Regions from separate parts of the Mus musculus genome. Here region 2 is linked to region 1. A link is a contact called in public HiChIP or PLAC-seq data. All regions are on one chromosome and are shown on one strand. Each heading gives the region's core, a stretch centred on a gene start, on an enhancer-like site or on the middle of the called end of the contact. The rest is flanking DNA. Distances are from core to core; before and after follow the strand shown.

Region 1 (5,987 bases), core at 2,340-4,839:
CTCCAGGAGGCTGAGGTCAAGGGCAAGCACTGTGAGCCTTCATACTCTCAGAGAACATGGAGCTCGGCATGCTGGTCTAAATGGCAGGAGTCACTCTCCAGTGACAGTAGCTGCTGGATTGTATGATTGTGTGGGTACGTGTCATCCTGCCTAGAACCCAGGGTCAGAGGTTTCTGTGCTCTCTCTCCGCATGGAACCTCTCTGAAGAGCAGCCTCGTTTCCTTTCTCTGCGTAGCTTTGGCTGTCTTGGAACTCACTCTGTAGACCAGGCTGGCCTTGAACTCAGAGATCCACCTGCCTCTGCCTCCTGAGGGCTGCGATTAAAGGTGGGGGAGCAGTACGATGGACGGGGGCATGACCACCATGGTAAATTGTCATCCCGTTCAAGGAGATGGAGGCAAGGAGCCGGTTTGAAGGAAAGTAGGGAGATTGCACAGAGCACTCTGCAAAGCAATCTTTGGCCACAAGGATCAATCCCACAGGTGGTGTTGGTCCAATGCTGCCCAGGCCATTGTTGTGGGAATCCTTGCCAAAGTATTTACTGAGCAAGGCTGGAATGGCTTTTGTGCCAGGTTGAGGTTTTGGCAGGGTGTCCTGGGATGGATGATTCGTGTTACTGAGTAATCATGTGTGAGAGCCCCTCCCTCATTCACACCCTCCTGCCCGAGGACTGTGTTTATTAGGGTCTGACATCAGTGACTCAACGTGGGTATGCCTGCTTCCTCTTCCTTCTCTTCTTCCTCTTCTTTTGTTTCCTCCTCCTCCTCTCTCTTCTTTTCTTTCTCTTCATATTCCACTCGCTCTCCTCCTGCCCACCCCCAACTTTTGTTATTCTGAGGTAGGGCCTCACTGTGTCGCCCAGGCTGGGCTCACAATCACCTTCCTCTGCCTCCAAAGTGCTGGGGTCCCAGGCTGCTTCTTGTGTCCCCAACCCTGAGGTAGGGACCGATGGATAACAGGGTAGCTCAGGCTTTGCATTTTGTGTTGTGTGGGAATGCCTGGGGCTTCCCCTGGGGTAGGTAGCCCCTCTCAGCATCTGCCCAAAGTTCCAGCCTCCAGTCTTTCCAGGGACATCTACGAACTAGAGTCTACATAGAATGGACCCAGGGACCCAAAGTCACCTAGGATTTGGGACTGAGTCTGGGGCCAGGCTGGGGTGAGACCACAGAGAAGAGGTTGGGACTGACAGGGTGTTCCAGTGCTGTGACGGTCTGTTGCTCCTACCCTGTCACCTGGCTGGCGGCAAGTGAGCCACACTATGCGTGGTAACCACAGATTTGTTTGTAGCATTTTGTATCTTCGACTTCTCAACTGATCAAAATCCTATCCCATTTAACAGATGAGGACACGAAGGCACCTCGTGGGTGAGTGACTCATAGGGCGTCACAGAGCCAGAAGTGGCCCAGCCTGGATTGGGCCTGGGTGCTGTAGACTCAGAGTTATCCATTCCCCTCATTCTTGATCTCCACTGCTAGCCCATCCTGGGGAGTTTCAGGGTGGTCCCTGTCTCCCTGACAACTGACGACTGCTTTTCCAAGCCACTAGGCGTGTGACAAGAAGATGGGGAAAAGCTGTGGGGACAGGCTTGGGGCAAGTACCTCAAAAGTGGGGGAGATGAGGGTGGGAGTGACTGGCAGAGTCTGGGAAGGTCTGAGCACGGACCTTGGACCTTGGGGGGGTTCCTGACTCCCCTCAGGAACCCACATTCTTAGTTCTCCAAACTCTGCATCAATAATCAAATTCAAAGTGAAGTACTGAGAAGTCTCCAATCTGCTCACAGCTCAGAGACCCTTCCCTCAGGTATCTGCACATGCTGGGGCCTCCTGAACCACATCCAGGCAAACCCCCCCATCCTCTCTGGTGCCACAGCCTGTGAGCCTTTACAGAGGCTATTTCCTCTTCCCTCCCTCCCTCCCTCCCTCCCTCTCTCCCTCCCTTTCTTTCTCACACAACCTACTCATTCTTTTTTTCTTAAAAAGATTCATTTATTTCGTGTATATGATTACACTGTAGCTGTCTTCAGACACAACAGAAGAGGACATCAGATCCCATTACCATGTGGTTAATGGGAACTGAACTCAGGACCTCTGGAAGTGCAAGCAGCCAGTGCTCTTAACCGCTGAGCCATCTCTCGGGGCCCCAGCCTGCTCACTCTTGTACTCACTATGTAGCTGAGGGGATGGCCGTAAGCTTCTGAGCCTCGGGCTCTCATCTCTTGACTGCTGGAATGATAGCTTTTGCCAGGACACCTGCTTTATGTGCGGTTGGGGATCTGACTCGGTGCTTTGCACATGCTCAGAGAGCATTCTACAACCTGGATTGCGCTTGAGCTGTGCCTCACTTCTGGGAGGCCTCCTGAACTGAACTCAGTCAGCAGGCTCTTCCTCCAGCCTCCCTGGTCTCTCTGCAAACCTCTGGCTTCTCGCATCTTTTGAAAGGAGGTTTCACTTAAAGATAGCTAAACACAGTGGTGCACGCCTGTAGACTGAGCTACTTAGGAGGAGCTACCTAGGAGGAAGTGGGGGGTCACTGGAGTCCAGGAGGTCAAGGCTAGCCTGGGCAACAGAGCATGATGCCCCCTTCTCGAATTAAAACAGAAGGGCATATTTCGTAAATGAACACCCTGGTAAGTTTCCACACGCTGACTATGTTAAGGGACCTACTCCTCAGCTGCTGCCGCTGCCTCTACTCTGCCCAGGAACACCAGTCTCCTAACCTCTGACCCGCTCTGTCCTTTCTACAAGGAGACCTACACAGCCAAAGTTCATCTGTGGTTGGTCCCACTCTGCACCTTCCGAGTTTAAGGTCCTAGTGTGTGATTACGCCCCTGAGTATTCATTCACTGTGGAGGATGTTGGATGACTCCCACTGGACATTATGGACGGTCTATCTAGCGCTAGTCTGTTTGCAGATATGCACAATTATTCCAGCGGAGCCTAATCCCTGCGTTTGAATTGCTTGTCCCACGCAATCAGCTAACTGGGGTCCTATGGTCCTCCAAATTTACCTGTAGTGGGTTTGTTTTTACTTTAATCTTGTTGTTTGTATTTCCGGACAGTGTTTGTCTGTGTATCCCTGGCTGTCCTGGAACTCGATCTACAGAACTAGCTCAGGAGATTTTCCTGCCTCTGCCTTTGGAGTGTTGGGCGTGTGCCATCACATCCAGTTGAAAGTCTAAATTTTTTTGCATTTATTTATATTACATGAATGCTGGAAATTTGAGCTCAGGTCCTCTTGTCTTCACAGCAAGTGTCTTATCCACTGAGCCATCGAGCGAGCCATTTTCCCAGCTTTTAAAAAAAAAATTTTATTGTTCTTTTTTTTTTTTTTAAATAAATCAGAGAGTCCTCTAAACTGTCTGGCGGCTGCCAGGGAGTCTACACAAGCAGGCTTCTGCTGGTCTAGCCTACGGCTGCCCGCTATCCTGACAATTTAGGTTAGACACTTTTCACGTGACTTTCTGCCTGTAGGTGGGTGGCACGTCTCTGAGCTTTGCGCTCTGCCTGCATCCCCGCAGGAGAGTCTGGGTGGCGGCGTGCTCCAGCTGCGCAGTGCTGAAGGGAGGGTCCCCGCGGGCCCCGCCCCCGCCGCGCCTCCTCCGGGCGGGATAATTGAACGCGGCGCGCAGGAGCCTCGCGTTGGCTGCCCAGGCCTGGCTCGAGCGTGTAGCCGCTGCCCGCCGTGCCTTTGTCCGCCGCCGGAGCCCGCCAGCCCCATGGAGCGCCCCGTGCCGTCGCGCCTCGTCCCGCTGCCGCTGCTGCTGCTCAGCAGCCTCTCGCTGCTGGCAGCCCGAGGTAGGGGAGCCCCGGGCCCACGGCCCCGCACTAGGTCCCCACCCAGGCCCCAAGCTCCCTGGAAGTTTGCAGCCCCCGATGCTCCGGAGCGCGCGCTGCACCCAGGGGTCATCGCACGGTCCCCAGAGCTGCGTGGAATCCAGGCCCACGACCCCCCCCCCCCAATACTTCCGGCTCGGCTCCAATGCCCTCCTCACTAGGGGGACTTGCTTTAAATCTTTAACCTTCCAAACAGATCCTCCTGCGGGTTCACGAAGCCGGGTCCTCTGTTGGTGAAGGCAGATCGCCTGCTGGGCCGTGGGGGTGGGAAGTGCTCTGTACTGGAAGTAACTTTAGTGCATCTTTTAAACCGCCTCCAACCCCTACCCTCGGGGGTGGGGGTGGGAGGTGGGTGCGGGAGGAACTACTGCACCCATTTTGCCCCTGAACAAACTGAGACAGGAAGACAGAGATGGGGGCAGAAAGAAAACAGAAAATAGAGAAACATCCCAGAGGTTTGGGAGCTGGCCACCTCTTCCCTGCTGGTTCACCGTAGTAGCAGATTAGTGGCCCAGAATCACGTCCCCAGTACAGGAAACTTAGAATGGAGTAGGGTCCACCTAGGCTGTACTTTTCTCAGTCCAAAAGCTGCAAGGCCTGACGCAAGCACTTTACCTGTCTATCAGAGAAGCAATGGGGTTGTAAATCTATGACCTTTAACCTCTTGTGATTAAGGGGTTCTCAGAGCCAAGCCTGGCCCTCCTGGAGTCTTTGTTTCTGCAGGGGGCCCTAGATCCACACCACCTTCTTGATCTCTTATTCTTTATTCCTGGGTTAGCTTAGTTTCTTTTGAACTCTCTGACCCTTTTAGTCAAAAGGTCACTGGTTGTGATAACTAACGACTGGGAGGAGTCTTAGAGAGAGGCAGAGGGGAGGGAGAAGGGGCTGGCTGGTCCTGAATCCTGGAGGAGTTCTGGCTGTTCCGGGCACTGGCTACAGCCTTGGCACATCTTGGGTCACTTCTCAGTGTAGGAGACAGGGTGGGTAGGCTCATAGGCCTGAGTTGGTGCCAAGAGCTTTGCAGCCCCTCAGAGTTCAGGGAGGCTTCTTGGAGCAGATTGTGTGCTTGGACCAGAGATGGTGAGGTGGGTCTGTGGGCCAAAGAAGGCATTTGAATCCCTGCCAGGGAGAGTGAAAACCAGAGAGGACTTTTAATAAGGGAGGAGGCACACCCGTTGCAAATGGCAGGGACCTCTGATACCCCCATATTGCTGCAGAAAGGAGACAGGTGGAAAGATGTGGTACTCAGAGTCGTGTCTCCTAGAGTCACTCAGGCCCATTTTGTGGCTTGTAGGGGAAGCTGCCTTGAGTTTGGTTAGTTCAGTTTGGTATGATCTTAGAAAAGGGTTTGAAGCTGCTTGGTCCCTTCCTGCAGCCTGTAGCAAGGCCAGGAGACCCTGATCTCAGGCCCCAGAGAGCTGTGGGGTGGGCGAGAAAGCTGACATCTAAAAAGGACCTTAGGGAAGCCAGCCCAGCAGAGTACCCTGTTGGCCATTCACTTGTCCCCCATTGGCTGTGTATATATTTGTATATATATGCAGAAGAGCCCTGATTTTTTTCTTGCTAAGGGACAGAGTCAGCCCATGACTGTCCTGTGACTATCTGTCCTGTTGGGCTTGGCTGCCTCAGGACCAGCTGAGGGTGTAGGGAGCAGACGGGGTGTAGGGGGGTGGGGAGGTGTTGGGAGAAACAGTTGTGTTTTCTCCAAGGCTTTCTTGGCCTCTGGCTCCAGCTTGCAGTTTCCGACTGATTAAAAGAAAAGTCCTGTTGGGAGGGAGAACAAAGGCCCTGAGCCCTTGGCAGAAACATGTGGCTGTGAGCTGAGCTCCTGGAACTTTCCCAGTCAGGAGGTGGAGACTGGAGGCAGGAAGATGGGGCTGGGGGTTGGGAGAACCCCTGGGGGTGGGGGGCGCAGCACTGAGACCTCCAGGGCTTAAAGTTATGAATTCTAGAGTTGCAGTTTTTGTGTTGGTGTGTCTGTGCCCACTCCACCCTCCAACCCCCTCCCACGGTGAAGGGGAGAAGTCCCACTGTGAAGGTGAGAAGTCTGCTCCCTGCTCCCCAGCTCGCTCATCAGATTACCCGGGTACCTAGTGCTTTGGAAACCAGTTTTCCTATCTGGAGAAAAATCCAGTGGAATGGCTGGGCGGTTCC
Region 2 (6,037 bases), core at 819-3,318, 620 kb after region 1:
ACAACTTCAACCTGCTGAAGGTGCTTGTGTCTGTGCTGGTATTCTTGTAGGTCTTGGCTTGCTTGCCTAAGCCGGAACGAGGTGGCCTCTAAATCCGCTTGACTCAAGTCAGAGGCTTTCTGGGTTAATTTGGTAATCACCATCACCGACTGACCGATCTCATCCGCTGTGTTCATAGCAAACGTGAGAGACTGTTTGACGAGGTGCTCCAGGAGACGGGCTCTGTCATCTTGAAGTTCCTGCTCCCCTTTTATGTTATTCAAGACAGAAATCACCACATAGGTTAAGTAGCCAGCCTGTAGCCAGTCCTGCTTTTGAAGCAAGGTAGACAACAGTGACGTCGGTTTCATGGTGACGTTGAGCAGCTGTTGTAAAACATCCTTTGAAGAGTCCCTGACAGTAGGTGCCGTCACAGTCGCTTGCAAAGTCACTTGAGAAAATGTCCCTAAGGAGTCATAGACCTGAACATAAAGCCTCACATTGTACTCATCTGTCACCGTACCGACAGGGAGAAAGAAGGCTGGTGTTATCGGCTCTGCCCCTGAATACACCACGGAACCCAGTGTATTCTCTTCTACGGAACTGATCGCGCCAATGCTGTCCAACTCAGATACTATTATTTTATACTTAAGGGGAAGGTTCTCATCCTTAAAATCACTACATTCAACAGCAAATTTAGTAACCATGGAAATCCCACTAGCTGGATTTATCTTGCATTTGCCAACTCGAGGGCCATGGTTAATGACAACGGGATGTCTCAAGGTCGTGGTCATACCACTCCAAGATTTCAGAATCAGGGAAACCCAAACCCTATTTTCCAAAAAATTCCTAAAGGCAAAAGCTTTTATGGACAAATAAGGTCCATTCCTCCTGGTGATTGCTTGCCCTGCCCAGTCAAACATCACTTCATGGCCCGTTAGAGACAAAATGGACCAGCTATACAAATCCTGGCGGCCACAACTTGGGCAGTTCAGAAACAGAGAAAATCTATCTGACACACCTAACGTGGGGCCACAATTTTCAATGCAGGAAATGTGTGCCTTGGGCTGAAGCCCCTGGAGCACGTGTACAGTTTTATCAGAAAATGCAGTTCTGTTTTGCTTCTGTACCACCATTCTGAAGTAATACACACCATTGCCCCTAAGAGTTTTTGGTGGAATGGTTAGTACAGAGCCCACTGCCCAAGGCCAGTTCAGTGAATCCTGCTCTGGGTGGCAGACAGCCTGGTTGATCACTAATACATAGTTGCCACTATAGTATCTTGGATTTGTGGTACAATACCAAAAAAACTGGAGTCCCCATGTGGGGATGTCTGCCTCTGGGTCGTAGGACATGCTTCCATTCAGAATCAGTTCATCGGAGAACTTCACGGTTACTCTGGGGGCTCCAAGAAGAACAGCCTTCAGGGGGCGTTTTCTAACCCAAATGTAGATGATATCCGAGCCTGTCACCGTGGGCCAGGCGAGGTCCCACCTGAAGATGGACAGCGTAAAGTTAAACACATACACCCCGTAAGGCAGGGCATATTTGGGGATGTGGAGGGAGAAACCCTTAGACACTGCCACCTGCGGCAAGAGCACAGGTCGGTTCCAATCAGGGGTGTCGTTCACAGAGGCCACCGAAAAGTACACCCAGCTCTTGCGAATGACCAAGGCATCAGGACAGTACCAACGCACAGTGATATTGAGGGTGGCTTCCTCGTCTCTGCTCAGGATAAGGGGAGCGTTCTGGTCCTTCCTGTTGATCTTCACTGGCTGCATGATACAGGGGGCCGTCTGGCAGGACACGTTAGCCTTGGCGGCTGCGGGGTCCGAAGAGTTGACTTTCAGGAGGACGCGTGCAGCTGCGCCCGAGGGACACCTACGGGGCGGCGTAGGGCTGGCGTGGCGCGGGGCTGCACGCGGGGACAGGCCCCCGGTGTCACCGCCCCGGACGCTGCTCTCCGCGCCCTGCCCCAACCCCGGGGCGCCCCTGAGCACGCCCGGCAGCCCGCGAGGGCCGGTGGGTGGCGGCTGGCTGCCTAGACCCAGGCCCAGGCCCAGGAGCAGCAGCGCGGGGCCCGGCCACATGACTCCCCGCCAGGAGCTGCCGGGCGCAACGGCCGTGACGCTGGGCTGGGCCGCGAGCGAGCGTACCGGGAGGGGATGGGCGCGCAGCTCGCCGCGGGGCAGGGGCAGCGTGCTCCGCCACTCCGGAATAAGGCGGTTCACCCGAGGTGTGGGTTCTCTCGGGGACAGTACACTCTCAGGGACAGTGGGGTTCCCAGGGCTAGTGAGTTTAAGGGACAGTATGTTCCCAGGGGCGGTGGGTCCCAAAGGGCAGTGAGTTCCCAGGAACAGTGGGCTCTCAGGGTCATCAAGGATCTCAGGACCAAGGAGAACCACACACAAGGAGAACGTGGGAAGTCACAGAACAATGGGTTTCCAGAGAAGTGGAGATTCTCAGGACCAAGAAGGACATGCTAAGGACAGCAGCATCTCCAGGAAGGTAGGTGCAAGGTAGGTCACTATACACTAGGCGGCAGAGGGGCTCAAGACTGTTTCCAACCACCTCTTTCTTCCCATACTGATGGATCTACTCCAGGATCAGGCCTTGCTAAATGAGTTTAATCCCGTGCTCTGCCGCCCCACCCCCTTCTTTTCTTCTTTTTAAAACTGGACACACCAAGAAAACTTCTTAGCAGAAATTCCTCTCCCACGGGAAAACCGGTTCCAAAATAATGAAGTCTGGAGGGCCTTGCCAGCCCCCTCAGACCAGTGCAGGGATATCTGACACTTGGTTGTTTGGGGAAAGGGGGCGTGGAGGTGGGGTTGTTGGTTAGGTTTGGGTTGGTTGTTATTGGTTTGGTTTGTTTTTTCCCTTTCCTTCACTTTTAAATGTATTGTTTGCTTATTTGTTTGTTTGTTTGTTTGTTTATTTGTTTGTTTTAGACTGTGTCAACTGGAGATTCTTCAGCTTCAGCCTCTTAGGTGGTAGATCACAAGTGTGTACTACCTAACCTAGCTAAAAAGAACGAACCTAGCTAAAAAGAACTGTGTAGTTTAAAAGGGAGAAGTTACTGAAGATCAAACCTTGGGTCTCCAGGAATGATGGCCATACCCCTGAGCTGCAGCCGAGGCTCTAGTTTCCTAACTTGACATTTTGGCTCAAAGATGGAGCCTTTCGTCCTAGTCCTCCTCCTCCTCCTCCTCCTCCTCCTCCTCTTCCTCCTCTTCTTCCTCCTCTTCTTCCTCCTCTTCTTCCTCCTCTTCCTCTTCTTCTTACTTCTTCCTTCTCCTACTGTGTTTAAAACTATAAAGTCCCTACTATACAGTATTTAAGTACATCCTACACGCTTATTGTATTTTTGGCCATCTTTCCTTTAAAATATTTCTAATTCTCCTAGTATTTTGTTTGTACCCGTATATTCCAAAGGGTGTTGTTAGTTGCAAGCATTTGGAGTTCATGTAGAACTCTTGTGGCGCTGGAGAGATGACCTCTGTTCTTCCAGAGGTCCTGAGTTCAATTCCCAGCAACCACATGGTGGCTCACAACCATCTGTAATGGGATCTGATGCCCTCTTCTGGTGTGTCTGACACACCAGTGTACTCATACATAGAATAAATAAATAAATAAATAAATAAAAAGAAATCTTGTGCTTATTGATCTCTAATTAACAATGCTATGATTAGAGAATAGGTCCAGAATGATTTTTAGTCATTTTTATTTATGACTTGCCTTAATGGCCACCCTGGAGTCCTTCTTGTTATACATTCTGTGTGAACTTAAAAGGAAGATGTGTGTTGTTGTTAGGGTTCATCCTAAGACCTCCTTCAGACCCTCTACCACTGAAATCTATTTCCCAGTCTTTAAAAATAACCTCTTTTAATTTTGAGACAGAGTCTTGCTAAGTTTCTCAGGCTGGTCTTGAACCAGTTGATGTGCCTGCTGAGTAGTTGGCTTGCACTACATTCTAACTTAAATTATAATATCACACCTTAGAGAGCCTGATCAAACGCAGACGGTTGGTAGTGGTACTTCCATCTTCCATGTCCTTCCTGAGGTTTTGACTAGCGTTATAATCTCCAGGTGAAACTTAATCTCCTACCTAGGCAGTGCAAAGTTCTGGTTCAAACTTCCCTTCTGACATTTCTCACTGCGCATTCTTGGGACTCTGTCAGTTGACGAGTATATGTGTCTTTGGGCTGATGTCTTCTTGATAGATTGCCCTTCATGTCACTATGAAATGTGTCTATCTGGTAACAAGCTTTGTCTCGAGTCTGTTTTAGCTAAGCAGCCAACAGAGCCACTTGCGCTTCCTTCCTATGTGAGCATCTCTCGCATTCTTGCTTGCCATGTTTAATAGAGGTTTGTTTTTTGCTGTCACTGTTGGCTTCTAGTTGAAGTTTTTAAACCATCACCATCTATGTGCCAATTTTGATAAGTATTGGTATTGACTATTAAGGGTTTCCCTTTTCTTCTCTGCATGATTTATTTGTGTATGTGGGTAGATACACACCACAGTGCACATACTTTGGAGAGAGGACAACTTGCAGGAGCCAGTTCTCTCTCTCTCCATCATGGGGGTTCAGGCTGTCAGGTTGGCTAATAAGCACCTTTAACCCCTCTCACTGGCTCACTTTTGTGTGCTTCCTTAATTCAGTTAACGCTCTCCGATAACGTTTGGACACCAGCGTTTTCCTACAGCCTTGGTCTCAATTCTCAGGGAGAGCCCACGGCAGTGAGGGTGAGGAACATTACTTAGGCCATCGAACACTGGAACCTTCTGCCTCTGTTTCCCAGATGCTGGGGAAGAGGCCAACGGTGGAGAACAGTGCATTTGGGGGTGGAGGGGCACGTGACCCACTGCCATCAGTCAGGGAATGAAATCGTGAGCTAGATCCTAACTGTGGGCGTTTACCTGACTTACACCGGGGAAAGTTCATCCCCTTCATTTACTAATGTACACCACTGGTGAGAACTTTTTAAAGTTATTCATTTATTTTATGTTTGTGTGTACACTATTGCTGTCTTCAGATGCCAGAAGAGGGCATCGGATCCCATTACAGATGGTTGTGAGCCACCATGTGGATGCTGGGAATTGAACTGGGGACCTCTGGAAGAGCAGTCAGTGCTCTTCACCGCTGAGCCATCATCTCTCCAGCCCAAGGGTGAGAACTTAAATATATGCTCTACTGGAACCTGGTGTGCTTGATTGCCTATAGAAACCATTGTTGGGTTTGGGGTGGAAGCTGAGAAAACTCACTTCAGATACGGAAGCTTAAAAAAATGAAAAGCTTTATTTCTTGAGCTCTCAGGAAAGCAGCCAGTTCGGGTTCTGACTTCATCCCCCGGGGGGAAATTGTACAACATTTTCAAAGGATGGGAACACAAAGTATGGAGGGAGCTGGGGATGGGGGTACGCTGTAGTATTATCCAATTGTATTTTGACACTATGGGTTAAGCAAGAAAGTATCGGTTGGAGACTGGGTTTTAATCCTGGGCAACTTGGCTTCAAGGTTCTTAATTCAATTTCTTCCTAGAATCTCTTCTGGAACTCAGAGTGATAAGGGGACAAAGGATCAGGCCAGCTGCGTGTAGTTAATTAGGGCATACAGGCAATTGCTTACATACGTTTTAATATATATAACACATGCACCTTGGTTTAGATAACAGCAATTTCTAAATTCTTTACCGGTTCACAGACAACTAAGATAATATTGGGAGAAATGGGAGAGGTGTTTGTTCTTAGGCCTGGGAATATGAACTTGTTTGACTCTGCCAGGAAGATGGAGAAGTTGTCCCTGAGATGTCTGGTCTCAGACAACTGTTCACAACAGAAGCTGTTCAGCTGCAGGGACGTCCCCAGCTCCCCGAGAGCCTGGGATCTTGAATTTAGTTTCTCCCTGTGATTAAATGGAGTCTGCAAATGAAACGGTAGCACTTAGAATACGCTCCTTTCACTTGCTCCCAACACCATTTGGCAAAGTCATTGGATTTACAGAAGAAATGTTGGCATTGAATCAAGTCTTTACATTATTTCTTAAAGCGTTTATTC

Evidence for each region. HiChIP or PLAC-seq counts read pairs in DNA pulled down with a chosen protein or histone mark.
Region 2: an H3K27ac HiChIP or PLAC-seq map of embryonic stem cells shows a contact between it and region 1, with 3 times the contacts expected there. The contact joins the promoter of Pkdrej here to the promoter of Fbln1 in region 1. A contact is called at or near these places in 1 of 484 Hi-C or Micro-C datasets (cortical neurons) and 3 of 115 datasets of contacts at active chromatin or transcription factors (embryonic stem cells and pancreatic cancer cells).

What each region holds. Positions count from the first base shown.
Region 1 is chr15:85,202,419-85,208,405 of GRCm38.p6, forward strand. Fbln1 (fibulin 1) reads left to right here and starts at 3,590. Exons shown (of 17, transcript NM_010180.2): 1 at 3,590-3,794. The coding sequence starts at 3,716.
Region 2 is chr15:85,819,665-85,825,701 of GRCm38.p6, forward strand. It overlaps Pkdrej (polycystin (PKD) family receptor for egg jelly), which reads right to left and starts at 2,069. Exons shown (of 1, transcript NM_011105.2): 1 at 1-2,069. The coding sequence starts at 2,069.